Linked DNA regions of Rattus norvegicus: region 2 is linked to region 1. A link is a contact called in public Hi-C data. All regions are on one chromosome and are shown on one strand. Each heading gives the region's core, a stretch centred on a gene start, on an enhancer-like site or on the middle of the called end of the contact. The rest is flanking DNA. Distances are from core to core; before and after follow the strand shown.

Evidence for each region. A called contact is a pair of places that touch in the nucleus more often than the background predicts.
Region 2: a Hi-C map of hepatocytes shows a contact between it and region 1, with 2.1 times the contacts expected there. The contact joins the promoter of Gdf10 here to the enhancer-like site in region 1. A contact is called at or near these places in 7 of 12 Hi-C or Micro-C datasets (the A7r5 cell line, Schwann cells, frontal cortex and 4 more).

Annotation. Positions count from the first base shown.
Region 1 is chr16:8,997,864-9,003,753 of GRCr8, forward strand. No RefSeq gene overlaps it. Among named protein-coding and RNA genes, the nearest start is that of Ptpn20, 100 kb to the left of the region's middle. Within about 2 kb of position 3,373, at least 4 of the 93 cell types and tissues checked have an H3K27ac peak or open chromatin away from gene starts, as enhancers often do.
Region 2 is chr16:9,238,916-9,245,780 of GRCr8, forward strand. Gdf10 (growth differentiation factor 10) reads left to right here and starts at 4,597. Exons shown (of 3, transcript NM_024375.1): 1 at 4,597-5,142. The coding sequence starts at 4,836.

The DNA of each region.
Region 1 (5,890 bases), core at 2,123-4,622:
TCCTCCCCGTGTGCACTTCTGAATGCCCACACGACACAGTGGACTTCTCGAGCTTGCCGCTGACCTTGAATCAGGGAAGGAGGCTGTGTTTACTTTCCCAGCACTAGGCGACTGGCCGGTGATCTTGGTGGTTCCAGCCTGAAAGCCTGGTGCGATAAACGGCGGCGGTGGCAGGTTATTTGCTGGAAACACTTTGCATCAAAGATGTTTTGGTCTTGGGTGGAGTGGGCCCAGCACCAGCTCCCTGCTAAAGGGATGTGTAAGGAAGTTCCCTTTCCCACGAGACCGAACCATCTGGATGTCTAGTCCTCTGTGGAGAGGATCCTCTGAGGCCAGCTGGTGCTTTATTAATGGAGTTAGTTAACAAGTTTCTTCAGCTTAATAGTAGGTTTACACTCAAGAGGATCCTCACCTTAGGAGCTGTGTGTACAATGCCTTGAGTGAGCGTGGGTACCTAGAGTTGTCAAATCTCACTTACTCTAAGGGCTCTGGTGGAATGTTAAGCACTGAGCTTTGAAGAAGGCCACCTTTGACACCTGCCTTGTGTACGCAGCACAATACCAGTGGCCTGGGGAACTGCAGCCACAGTAGACCTCCTTGAGATCAGTGTGTGTGTGTGTGTGTGTGTGTGTGTGTGTGTGTGTGTAACATGGACTTTAATATAGGCTTCTTTTTACAGGACTCACTCCTGCCTCCCAGTAGAAATTTGGTTTAGGAGCCCCAAAACGGAGACAAAAGAAACAAAATACAAAACATGAAAGATAAGCATGCAATTTCTGCGTGTTAGACAGAGCCTAAGGCTTCCCACTGTAGAAATATCTGCAGCTCAGAGAGTGTGGACCATTTTTCCCTGAGGTCACACAGCTTCTAAACGGGAACGTGGGATTCAGCGCCTTTGGTCTGTGCTTACTCCCTCTAGCACACTCAGGTTTCCACTAACAGCCTAATGTCTCCTTCATGCGGTCGCTGTGGAGGCTGCCACTCTCTAAGATGTGCTGAGAAGGGGGGAGAACTGTGTGTGGAAGGGCAGGAAAGCAGCCCCGGCCAGTGTGCAGAGCTCTGCCTGTTGCTGGACCAAAGGACTCACTCCATCCTTGGCTATACCTACAGCTACTACCACGGTGCCTTCCCTGGCTCCCAGGCACTTTTTACCTCTTGAGTATAAAGCTCTAGTATTCTGCAAGACTTTTACACTGTACTATGTAGGTATGGGCCACAGTGTCAAAATTCAATGGAGGTGGTCTAAATGCATTCATCTGCAAGATATCTACGAAGCCTTCATCACAGGTCTGCAAATTAATCTATCAGAGGTACCATGACTCTTACTGCACGGGTGGAGTCCTTGGTTTGCCGCTAGGCAGCTTGGTTGCTCTCAGCAGTCATTTGACGCCTTGGGGCTGTGGTTTCTCTGTCTACAAAATGAGGATCAAAGAGCACATGCTTCCCAGGTGCTGGCTGAGCCCAGAGACCTACCACAGAAGGACCATGGAGGTGGAAGCCAAGGAAATAACCTGTCACCACACCAGGGGCACTGTGTCATGGATGCAGGGGCCAGTGGGGGAAATGAAGGAGCAGGAAGGGGACTTGGGGATAGTGTGTGGCCTGGGGGGATGGCACTGTTAGGAGAGGCCTCAGTATGAGGTGAGAGGGTAAGTCCTACAGCAGAGCAGAGGGTAGAACAGGACACTCTCGGGTTGCTTCCTCTGGCTTCCACCTGATGTAGCCTGCAGGTGGAAGGAACATCTTATTTTTCAGATTAAAAGAAAACAGGAGCCATGTTTTGCCCCAGGACCATTCTCTCCCCCCCTCCCCCCGTGACAGTAGTTCTTACGTGTTGAACCTCTGGGACTATCATGCAGGGGACTGGGTCTCATCCCACTGGGTGGGATGGCTAATGCCCTCTGAGGGCTGCTTAGGGTTCCCATCTTTGCTTTGTGCCTCCTATGGTGGAGAGTCTTTATGGTGGAGAGCCTTTACGGTGGAGAGCCTCTAGGGTGGGGAGCCTCTGTGGTGGGGAGCCTCTGTGGTGGAGAGCCTCTATGGTGGAGAGCCTCTATGGTAGAGAGCCTCTATGGTGGAGAGCCCCTATGGTGGAGAGCCTCTATGGTGGAGAGCCTCTATGGTGGAGAGCCTCTGTTGTGGGGAGCCTCTGTGGTGGAGAGCCTCTATGGTGGAGAGCCTCTATGGTAGAGAGCCTCTATGGTGGAGAGCCCCTATGGTGGAGAGCCTCTATGGTGGAGAGCCTCTATGGTGGAGAGCCTCTGTGGTGGAGAGCCCCTATGGTGGAGAGCCTCTATGGTGGAGAGCCTCTATGGTGGAGAGCCTCTGTTGTGGGGAGCCTCTGTGGTGGAGAGCCTCTGTGGTGGAGAGCCTCATGGTGGAGAGTCTCTATGGTGGAGAGGCTCTATGGTGGAGAGGCTCTATGGTGGAGAGCCTCTGTTGTGGGGAGCCTCTGTGGTGGAGAGCCTCTGTGGTGGAGAGCCTCATGGTGGAGAGTCTCTATGGTGGAGAGGCTCTATGGTGGAGAGGCTCTATGGTGGAGAGGCTCTATGGTGGAGAGCCTCTGTTGTGGGGAGCCTCTGTGGTGGAGAGCCTCTGTGGTGGAGAGCCTCATGGTGGAGAGTCTCTATGGTGGAGAGGCTCTATGGTGGAGAGGCTCTACGGTTTTCCACTAGAGATGTTGAGTTCCACCATATGGTCCTGCCCTGCACCTGGCACTAATCTGCTCCAGAAGTAAAAGCAGGTTCCCGCTACCACACAGATACCCTCTTATCCAAGCCTGACTTTGTCATCTATCTTGGCCCCTGAGTAGCAGGTGCCACACTGACTTGGAGAGGTTCGGAGCTGAGGGTGCTTGCTGCGAGCCAGAAGCTCGAGATGGCAGGACCCAGGAGAAGCACCGAGTCCAGATCTGCCGCATCTGCTTAGTTATTTCTCCAGCACCCACAGTGGTTCCCAGGCTGTGACCCTCAGGGCGCTATGCAGGCTGCATATGCCCCACAAGCCACAATCACTACTGGCCTTTAGAGACCCAAGCTGAACATCTCTTTTCAGCCTTGAAGCCTGCTGTGACTGGTTTTGTGATCCTCTGTGTTGTATTCTACCCTGGGAATTGGTGATAGGTCCTCCCCACCCCAGAGTCCTCTGCCAGCATCTCACGGAAAAGATCCACAGGAATTCATCCCCTCCCCAGAAGTGTGTGCAAAGGAGTCTTGATCCCTAATGCGAGCCAACTCTCTTCAGTTTGATTTGTCTCAGAAGAAGTGAGACAGAACAGGGGTCCCCCTCCCGCCCCAGGGCAGGAGTACAGCATGACAGGATCCTGGAAACTTGGCAAGGATACCCTGGATCATAGTTCTGGCACAGGTCCCACTTGGCAGAGGAATGAAAAAAGGCTTCCAGTTGTCCCAACACAGTCCCCTCCCTCGGTGAGACAGACACACACATGCTCCGCAGGGCTGCAGCCTCTTACAGAGGAATCGTGTCTACCGGGGTCCAGGGACCTCAGCACCCCTCAGTGGGTGAACACTTACCAGCCCTTTCTGGACAGCCATTACATGCCAGGTTCTCACAGGACACTTTTGTTTGGCGGAAGGGCAGGGAGGCCCTCATATTCCCAGGGCCAAGAAGGTGGTGAGACACATCTTTCCATCCTTCCCAGAGCTCCTGATCCTGTGGGTACAGCTGCGTACTGTAGAAGTGACAAGCTACGCATACCCACAAAGCAGGGCTGCCTCTTCTTGGTTTAGAATCTTCGTCTTCTTGTGTGATTTGGAAGCACAGTCCCTGTGTGGCCCAAATGTATGGTACGAGGGAAACGACCCACACAAGCTATTCTGAGCTATTAATTGAGATGTATTATGAAGTTTTTATATTCAGGAGGAAATTAAAGTAGCTATTTACATTTCTGTATCCAGTGGATGAGGCTTTCTGTGCTTTCTGTGGGGCAAGGATTAGGGCCTAGAGACCCCAGCATATGTCTATCCACTAGTGAAGCTCCCTTTTGTCATTTGGTCTGTCCATGAGAGTATGGGTGTATTGATTGCCTTCACATTATTGTGACCACATATGGTAGCTTAAATGAGAATGGCCCCCATAGGGTCATATATTTGCATACTTGGTCCCCAGTTGGTAGAACTCTTTCTAAAGGATTAGGAGGTGCAGCCTTGTTGGAGAGGAGACACAGGGAGCCAGAAAGCAGAATTCAGGGACAGAATTGTAGTGATTGAGGGTAGATGTAACCAAAGCCTCATCTAGTGACCTTCCTCTTTTCCCCAAAGTTTTCCCAGCCTCTCAAGATAGTGCCACCAGCTAGGGACCAGTGTTCAAACATGAGCCTGTGGAGAACACTTCCAACTCTCCTGTTTGCAGAGGACAACATTGCAGCCTGCCAGGCTAGTGTCAGGCTTCCAAGGTGGAAGAAAGTAGCTGCTGTCTACTGTGAAACAACCCTCACCTAACTCTTCCCATTCTTCCTTCCCTGACCACCTGGGAATCTAGTTTTGAAAGCTTAGATGGGCTTCAGGCAGCCATCTTACTCACGTTGGGCAGAAAACAGCAAAGGAGTAAGTTTTAAGTCAATGCAAACTCTATTCCAACTCTGGGTGGTGCATCCAGTAGGGAGCTGGGATGAAAACAGGAAATCAAGCAGGAAGAGAGACAACTGAGATCACAGAGTAAAAAGGAGCCTGGTGTTTGGCCTCACTCATGTGGAACAGGTTATGAGCTACATGGATGGGACTGTGCTTAGGCTCAAAGGTCTTGGAAGCTGTCATGTGCACAAAGTCTCCAACATGGCAGGCAAGGTTGGGGAGTGCAAAACGTCTAGGGACTCAGGGCTTCGAGCCTATGAGCAGCATGTGACAGGAGACCAGGTTGTGTCATGGACAGGGGACAGTGTTGGAAGACTACGGGGATGGGATTGGAGTGCCAGAGTGGACTAGAAAGGGGTCTAGAAGACTAGAAGCCAGACTGATGTAGGACCTCTGCTCTCAGGCCTCTTTGGGGGAAGGGCCATCTACATCTACATCTCTGTGTGCATGGAGGCCTGGTTGGAGCCCAGCTCTCCCCACGGAGAGCAGACCTCAGATGGTAAGGCCTGCCCATGGCATTGTATTAGCTAATGCCGTGTCTCCTCCTGTATAAATTATATCATCTCTAGATGAGACTTCTTTTACTAAATTACAATGCAAATGTGTTTTCCAAATCTTTTTTATTTGTGGTTGGTTAAATAGTCTATGGATGAGGTACTCATGCAACCCAGCCTGCATTGTGTAGAAGACATGGGTGATGGTAGCGCAAGGCTCAGAAGAGCTTGGTGGGCCTCATATAGCCAGATTCAGGAAGCTCAAGTCTGGGCAAATGGGGAATGGGTAAGTTCTCTCTCTCTCTCTGTCTCTCTCTCTCTGTCTCTCTCTCTCTCTCTCTGTCTCTCTCTCTGTCTCTCTCTGTCTCTGTCTCTCTCTCTCTCTCTGTCTCTGTCTCTCTGTCTCTCTCTCTCTCTGTCTCTCTCTCTCTGTCTCTCTCTCTGTCTCTCTCTCTCTCTCTCTCTCTCTCTCTCTCTCTCTCTCTGTGAACATGTAAGTCCTTTGAACGTAGGTTAGCAAGGAGAGTTCAAGGAATCGAAGTCGCTGTCATGGAAGCTGGGAGAGGTGTGGTGAAGTGGACTTAGCTGAGGAGTCCCCCACCTGATGTAGGCCTGGTCTTTTCTGGATATTTCAAAGGGGCAGAAGCAGACGGAGAGGGCTAACAGTTCTCACAGGAAAGGTCTCAGTCAAGCCCAGCCCTCTCTGCTACTCCCCTCCTCCCTCCCTGTGAGCCTCCCTCATGCCCTGGCTGGACAGAGTGCCAAGCAGAGGAGGCTGTAGTTGCTGTGGAGGCAGGAACGCCT
Region 2 (6,865 bases), core at 3,347-5,846, 240 kb after region 1:
CAATGTGGCCCCTCTGAATTCTGGGGCCCGAGAGGACAGACAGGAGGAGCTTGAAAAAGTCCCAAGACAAACAGGACAGATGGCAAGGACCTGACTGCCAGCCAGAGGATGTTGGCTTTGTCTCTCTCTCTCTCAAAAAAAAAAAAAAAAGACCATCAAAGGTTCCGAGGAAGATTATTTGGGGGTTGTAAGGAGGCCACGCAACCCCCAAGGAGTCCTGATTTCCAAAGTGTCTATTTGGCTGCCTCTCCAGCAGACTCCTCTTAGCCGGCCTTAGCCAACTCAAACACACACACCCCCACCACCACCCCCTTCTCCAAATCGGCTCCCTTCAAATTGTCACTCCCCACAGGGCCGCATTCATGCATGGGTTCTAAATAGTCCCACTGTTCAGCTTTAACGAGAAGTAATACCAATCCCCATGTTTGCTCAGAGAGCACCATATTTCATCAAACCAGAGCCCATGCAGGCTCAGATTACTGTCCGAGACAATGTTCTGTAATCCTGGTTTATTCACATGACACGGGTATTTTAGCAAAACAGGAATGAATGGCCCTCGCCGCCCTAGGACGTCCAGGGAGAGCTGGGTTCCCGTCCAGGGGAAGTCATGCTCTCCCTGGCCAGGGAAGCTGATTCTGATCCCCTACGTTTTCCTGGCTTTCAGAAGGCGAATACTGGGCTGAGGAGGAGTCACAGACTGGGTAGTTATTTCCCCATAAAATGTGAACTCCACGGATGGATTTTGCCAGAGCAAAAATAAAATCTGTCATTGATTATAAAGTCCTTTGTGCCTGTTACTCCTCAGATTTATTACACCCTGGCCTGGCAGCCCGGAGAGGCCCTGAGATTCTTGTCTCTAGCGCCCCACAGCTCATGCCCCAAATGGGGACAGGGACTTGCTGGCGTTTCTTTTGTCCTTTAAGGGCCAAGAGCTTTGGAAATTTAGATGAAGAGCCGTGAATCATGCCACAGACACGGGATAACAACAGCTCATTCTGGAGGGCTAACACTTGCTAGCCAGGGAAACATGTCCCTTCCCATGTAGCTTTTAGCAGTGTGCACCAACAAAAGGGGATTCCTCTGCACAGCTTTTCGCCAAACTTCCCAGTGTCTGGGTCCACTCTGAACATGCCAGGACCTCTTTCAAACCCACAACAAGAGTGGTAATAATGTCATCTGTGCGATTTCCTACCATCTCTCATTTAGAACATTACCTGTAAACTTCACAGTGTTCTGCTCGTGTCTGTGTGCGGAGCTGAAGAAGCTGAAGCTCAGAGAAGGCGATTAAGTTTCTTAGGATCACACAGCTGGGTGATAGTGGAAATGGGACGTGAACAGAGCCCTAAATGGCTTCACAGGGCCGCATGGATGCTCCCACTTCCAAGCTTGTATTGACGTGAAGCCGCGGCACAGCATGCGGTACTGGGGGAGAGACAGCCTTTCAGGGTTTCAGGGACTGTGGTGCTGTCCCAGAGGAGCAGAACTGGTTAGATTCACAGCTCAGTCACAGAAGGACTGGATACTGCTATCAAATGAGGGCTGGTGGCATTTGCCATCTACCTGGGGAGTAATTTCTAAGAAACCCTGGGGTGCTTACTGCGTAGAGCTCTCAGATTATCCCCTGCCATGTTGAGGTGTGAGTCTTCCAATCGCAGGGACTCCTCACCTTTTTCTCACCATCTTCTGAGTTGACGACAACCCTCCCCCCACCCCCCGCAGAATGTGTGGCACAGAAGACTGAAGGCTGAAGTCCCCTAAACTAAGTCCCCTATCTCCAGAGAAGACAAGCCTGCATCCCAGTGCATAAGGTCAAGAGCCTGATTTTAACAGAATAGTCCCCCGGCCCCAAGAGCAGAATGACCGTGTGGGAAGCTATGGAAGCGGGAGATTGGAAGGCTTAGATCCGTAGTCAGCCATCTCCACTCTTATTATTCTGAGCCACAGCCTGAGCTATTAAAAACAAAACATGTTCATTGGCAAGCTCCACAATTAGCCTCATTTCCACGCTCCAACACTGTTCAGCACGAGCTGCGCTTGCACAGATTGCTTCTTGTCTGTTCTTTGGTGCTTAGAGCGCTGTGCTGGGAGCTAGCGAGGATGTGACCCAGTGGTAATCTGAATTGCTTCACCAAACACATTTTTATCCCATCATCTCGGCCACATGAAAGGGGGCCACAGTGCTCCAGTGTTCAAAACTTTACAGTCCTGCTGTTCGGCAGTAAAATGAGGCAAGAAATATTAGCCGTCCCTGGCTGATGCCTTAATTCTTTCGAAACAATGTCAAAGAATCTGTACCCTACAGGTTTTAGAGCCTGCTAAAGCCTGACCCTCGAGCTGGCTTGAATGGAGCCGGAATGAGTTAAGGAGGGCGAGGAGGCTTTAATGGACAAGGATCCGAATAGCCCAGCTTGTGCCGGCGTCCTGCAGATTCCCCTCCTTTTCACAGACCTCGATTGTGTTGGCCCCAGCAGAGACAAAACTACCCCTGAGCAGAGGTTACCCCCAGCTGGCACAGGTCAGAGGCATTCTGGGGGAGAGGAGGAGAGGGGGCGGCAAGGGGAAGTGAGGGTACATGGAGAAGGAGGGAAGTGAGGTGGGGGAAGGACATTTATAAGAGAGGATAGTCTGGTCCATTTATAAGGAGAGATTCAACCACAGAGCTGGGCCGTGATGGACTCACAACTCCAGACAAGCCCTTTTGGGAAAGCCAGTTCACAGAACAAGTGGGAACTGTATATGAATGGAACGTTGAATGTAATCCGAGTTAATTTTCAAAATACTATACATTTATATGCATAATAAACGCCCTCTCGGTGCTTCTACAAACTATAGGCCAAAGTTTCATAGCTCTGGGTAGGATGAACTCTAATATGACGGTCTGAGGTTTAAAGAAATAAAACTATAAATAGTCATTTTACGCAGCGACAGAAGGCTTTTCCAGGGAAATTTCAATTATTGCACTGTGATCCCTCCAAAAAAAAAATAAATAAATAACTATTTTGGCTCCCAGAGCCCAAAGTTACCAGATAAGAAGAATATTGGGTTCACAAGTGTGGAAATTATTACCATGCAGCCAGAGGGTGGCCATTCACTAGCTTTCTGGAAGAGTGTAGGCTTGAAGGGGATCTTGGCCCTCTAAAGCAGTGGTTCTCAACCTGCGTGTCGCGACCCTTTTGAGGGTCTAAATCATTTTATGGTTGGGGGTTACGGAAACGGGACTGTGTGAAGGGATCACAGCATTTAGAGTCTAAAGATTCCTTCATGTTTAGGGCCCTGGACTCCTTTCTAGCCAGCTAAACTCTGTGGACCCCTCCCCTAAATGTTCTTAAATGCACAGAAATGAAATTCCCAGGTTAACAAAGAAAACCAACCATGCTCTAATATATAAAAAAAATATCTCAAAGTCACTCTGTAGCATAACAAAGAATATTCCATTTTTGTTAATTCCTTACTTAGCAGGACCCAAAAGTTATTGTAATTTCAATATAGTTTAAGCAAAAACAAAATTTACTTTGGGAAATCTGGAACACCTCTCCTGTCAAATGACAATATCTGAAGAGTGTCTCTCTGTGAAAAGCCACAACACCAACCACTGCAATTGCTCGCTTGTTCGCATCCCATTGGAAACTGCTGTTTCCATTAAAGTTGGTTAGAACTACCAGATTTTTTCCCCACCAGGACCCCGAATTCTACCTATAGGGAAGTAACTTTGCTAGAGTGAAGCACCTTCAGGGGCCCTTCTGACCCAGGACTAAGCTGTCTAGCAGGAGTCAGTGACACCCTACACCAGCACTTCATCGAGAATTCCTTTTCAAAAAAACCATGGGCTTTTTCCCTCCCTCCCTGGTGCTTTAAAACTTTTTATAAAGCAAATTGAAAGCATGTCCTTTTTTTTTTCAGCAATCCTGTCCGAAGCTTTACACGGACCGTTGATGCATATCTTCAACAAGTGGAAACGCCGTAGCCAGATAAAGGGTCAGTTAGCCTGATAATTCTGATTTTATACATTGATCGAGATCTTGCTTCTACCAACTTAGGTTGGCGACTTCTGTTGTGAAATCCCCGGAGCTCCTGCTCCCAAGACTGTACCTTTGCGTTTTGAGCACACACTAGCTCAGGGACAGCTAGGCACACATGGCCTCTGGGATCCTCATGGGGGAGCTGTCATCTTCCAACCACAGAGCCATAGCATGCCTTTGCAGGGACAACCCTGCAGGCGGGCCCCCCTCCAAAGCCTGCCCAGCCCCCGCGACGCCCTGGCTCAGCTGCAGGCAGCGACACTCCGGAGCCGGCTGCGGGGCTGGTCTCCCGCTCTCGGCGGGGGAGCGAGGAGCGCGCCCGCCCACACCCACGGCCCCCACACTCGCGAGCGCACACCCCGGCGCGCGCACGCCCGCACACAGGGACGCACGCACAGCACACCGGGGCCACAGACGGGCTCCTGGCTGCTGCGAGTGGGGACCGCAGCCGGATCCCCCACCCCACCCCCCGAGGGCGCTGTCCGCCACCCCGCCCCGCCCCTCCCCTCGAACTCGCCAGTCCCGGCGCCGCTCCGTGGGCTGCAAAGTTTGCAGCGCAAGGCCGTCAAGGGAGCGCGCCGGCGCGGGCTCGGCTGAGCTCCACGCGGCTCAGGACAGCCGTGACCACTGACCGGGCGGCGTGGATGCTCAGCAAGCAGCTCTGCCACCGCGAGCCAATCCCGATACATCGAGTCGGGTCGTCGGGGCTGTCCGAGTCCCCACAGACACTCCAGCCGTGGACCAGGTGCACAGCCAACACTGAGCCTTCCCTGTCTGCCCTCCTGGGCTCAGACCCTTCACCACTGTCACTCAGCCATGGCTCCAGGTCTTGCTCGGATCAGCTTGAGGTCTCAGCTGCTGCCCTTGGTGCCGCTGCTCCTGCTACTGCGGGGCGCAGGCTGCGGCCACAGAGTCCCCTCATGGTCCTCACTGCCTTCAGCAGCTGACAGTGTGCAGAGGGACAGGGACCTCCAGCAGTCACCCGGGGACGCTGCAGCCGCTCTGGGTCCAGGCGCCCAGGACATAGTCGCTGTCCACATGCTCAGGCTCTATGAGAAGTACAACCGGAGAGGCGCTCCACCAGGAGGAGGCAACACCGTCCGAAGCTTCCGTGCCCGGCTGGGTAAGTAAAGGATGCACCGGGAGTCCTTATTCGTCAGTTCTCTTATCTGTTTTCTCTGTTCCTTTGCAGATTTCTTCTCCCTTCCTTTCTTCTATTGACGTTTAATTCATCCTTCCACTGAAAATCCACTCAGTTCTTAGTACCAGGCCAGAGCTTGCAATGGGGACACCAAAGTGGTACTTGGTGGCAGACCTCCTGCCACTGGGAGCTTGCACAACTGCTGCAAAAAGGTCAGCATATACCCAAAGCTTTAGGCACAGAACGGAGATGGGCATTGGCTGAGGTCGATCCATGCTGACATTATCCTGACACTTACTGTATGGGGGGGGGGGTCACAGGGAGCATGGTCAGCGGGTCACAAGGCAGCATCGGTGAAGCACTAAGCCCAGACAGGAAGCATTATTTGGGTAGCAAGAAAGCAAAGAGCTCAGAGAAGAGCCTGTGTCCTCAAGACTGGAAACTTCAGAAGACAGGTTTCAGGAAAGGTCCAGAAGCACCTTGCCTGGCTCCTGGTCCAGGCTCCACTTCACTCTCCTCATACCTAGGGTTGAGCTTGCCAGAGGCCTCTTGACAGAGACTCTCTCCACCCTCTTCTTAGGGAAGGTGGCTCTGAGCCCCTGCCCACTAACTTAGGGCTGAGAAACCCTTGCAAGGCCAAGCTAAGTGCAGAGGAAGTGAAGCCTGGGAAGCAGGTGGTGAGAAGACCCTGGTTGTCATGGTGACTGCTCATGGTTTTAGAATGCTGCTCCAGAAAATGTGGGCAGAGGTCTCCTGCAGTTCTGTCTGGAAGGAGGCCATCCCCCAGGAGAAAAATCCTTCAGTGTGCAGTCTTCTCCCCTAAGGTGGATGGGAACAAACCTCGGCCAACTCTGAGCCTAAACAGCACAGCCTCTGAGCTTACCACCTGCCGCTCACTGGGTACCATCTTGGCTTCCAGTTCAGACATAACAGGGGTAAGGGAGCATCTCTTCCAAAGAGCACATCCTTCGTCATAGCAGGATGTGTTTCTAGATTCTAGGCCAACTCTGGCCTCCCTGGAACCTTTTATTCAATACCTGGCATTCGTTTCTGAAGAAGCCTTATTAAAGTAAGCCACTTAAGGAACATCTGGCATGATTGAGTTAAATCATTAAAACTACGTGGACTTGTTTGTACTCTATAAAATGGGCAGTTCACAGCAGCATCTCCCTCTTGGGGTGGGAGGAAGATGAGATGGAGTAATAACGGCCAGATCATTAGTGTTGTAATACTTGGAGCAGGATGCATTGATAGGAGCTTTGTGTTCACATAGGCTTGAACTTGACCTTTGTTGCCTATTAACTCTGGTCTCTGGAACCTTGAAGTGCAAAGAGAAATGTCATTGGGGTCACCACTACAACAAGAAGCGAGCATGTCCACTGGGTGCAAACATCTGCTGTGGCCCAGTTATGGAGGGGTGCAGTTCTGTCTGTTTTCACCAAACCAAGGTGAGGTGGTGAGACTTCCCAAGTACAAAATTTAACAGCGAACATTGTGATGGCCTGGAGACTGCACCTTAAATCCAGCACTCCCATTTTACAGATAAGGACAAAAGACAGAACAGGAGAGAACATTGTGGTACAGACTGGGCAATGACAACTGTTCCCACTACCACTGTCTCTCTGTCAGAACTAAGCCCAGAACCTGGGAGGGGAGCATCGGGTTGGAAGATACAAGTTTAAGAAATCAGAGTTCCGGTGCAGTC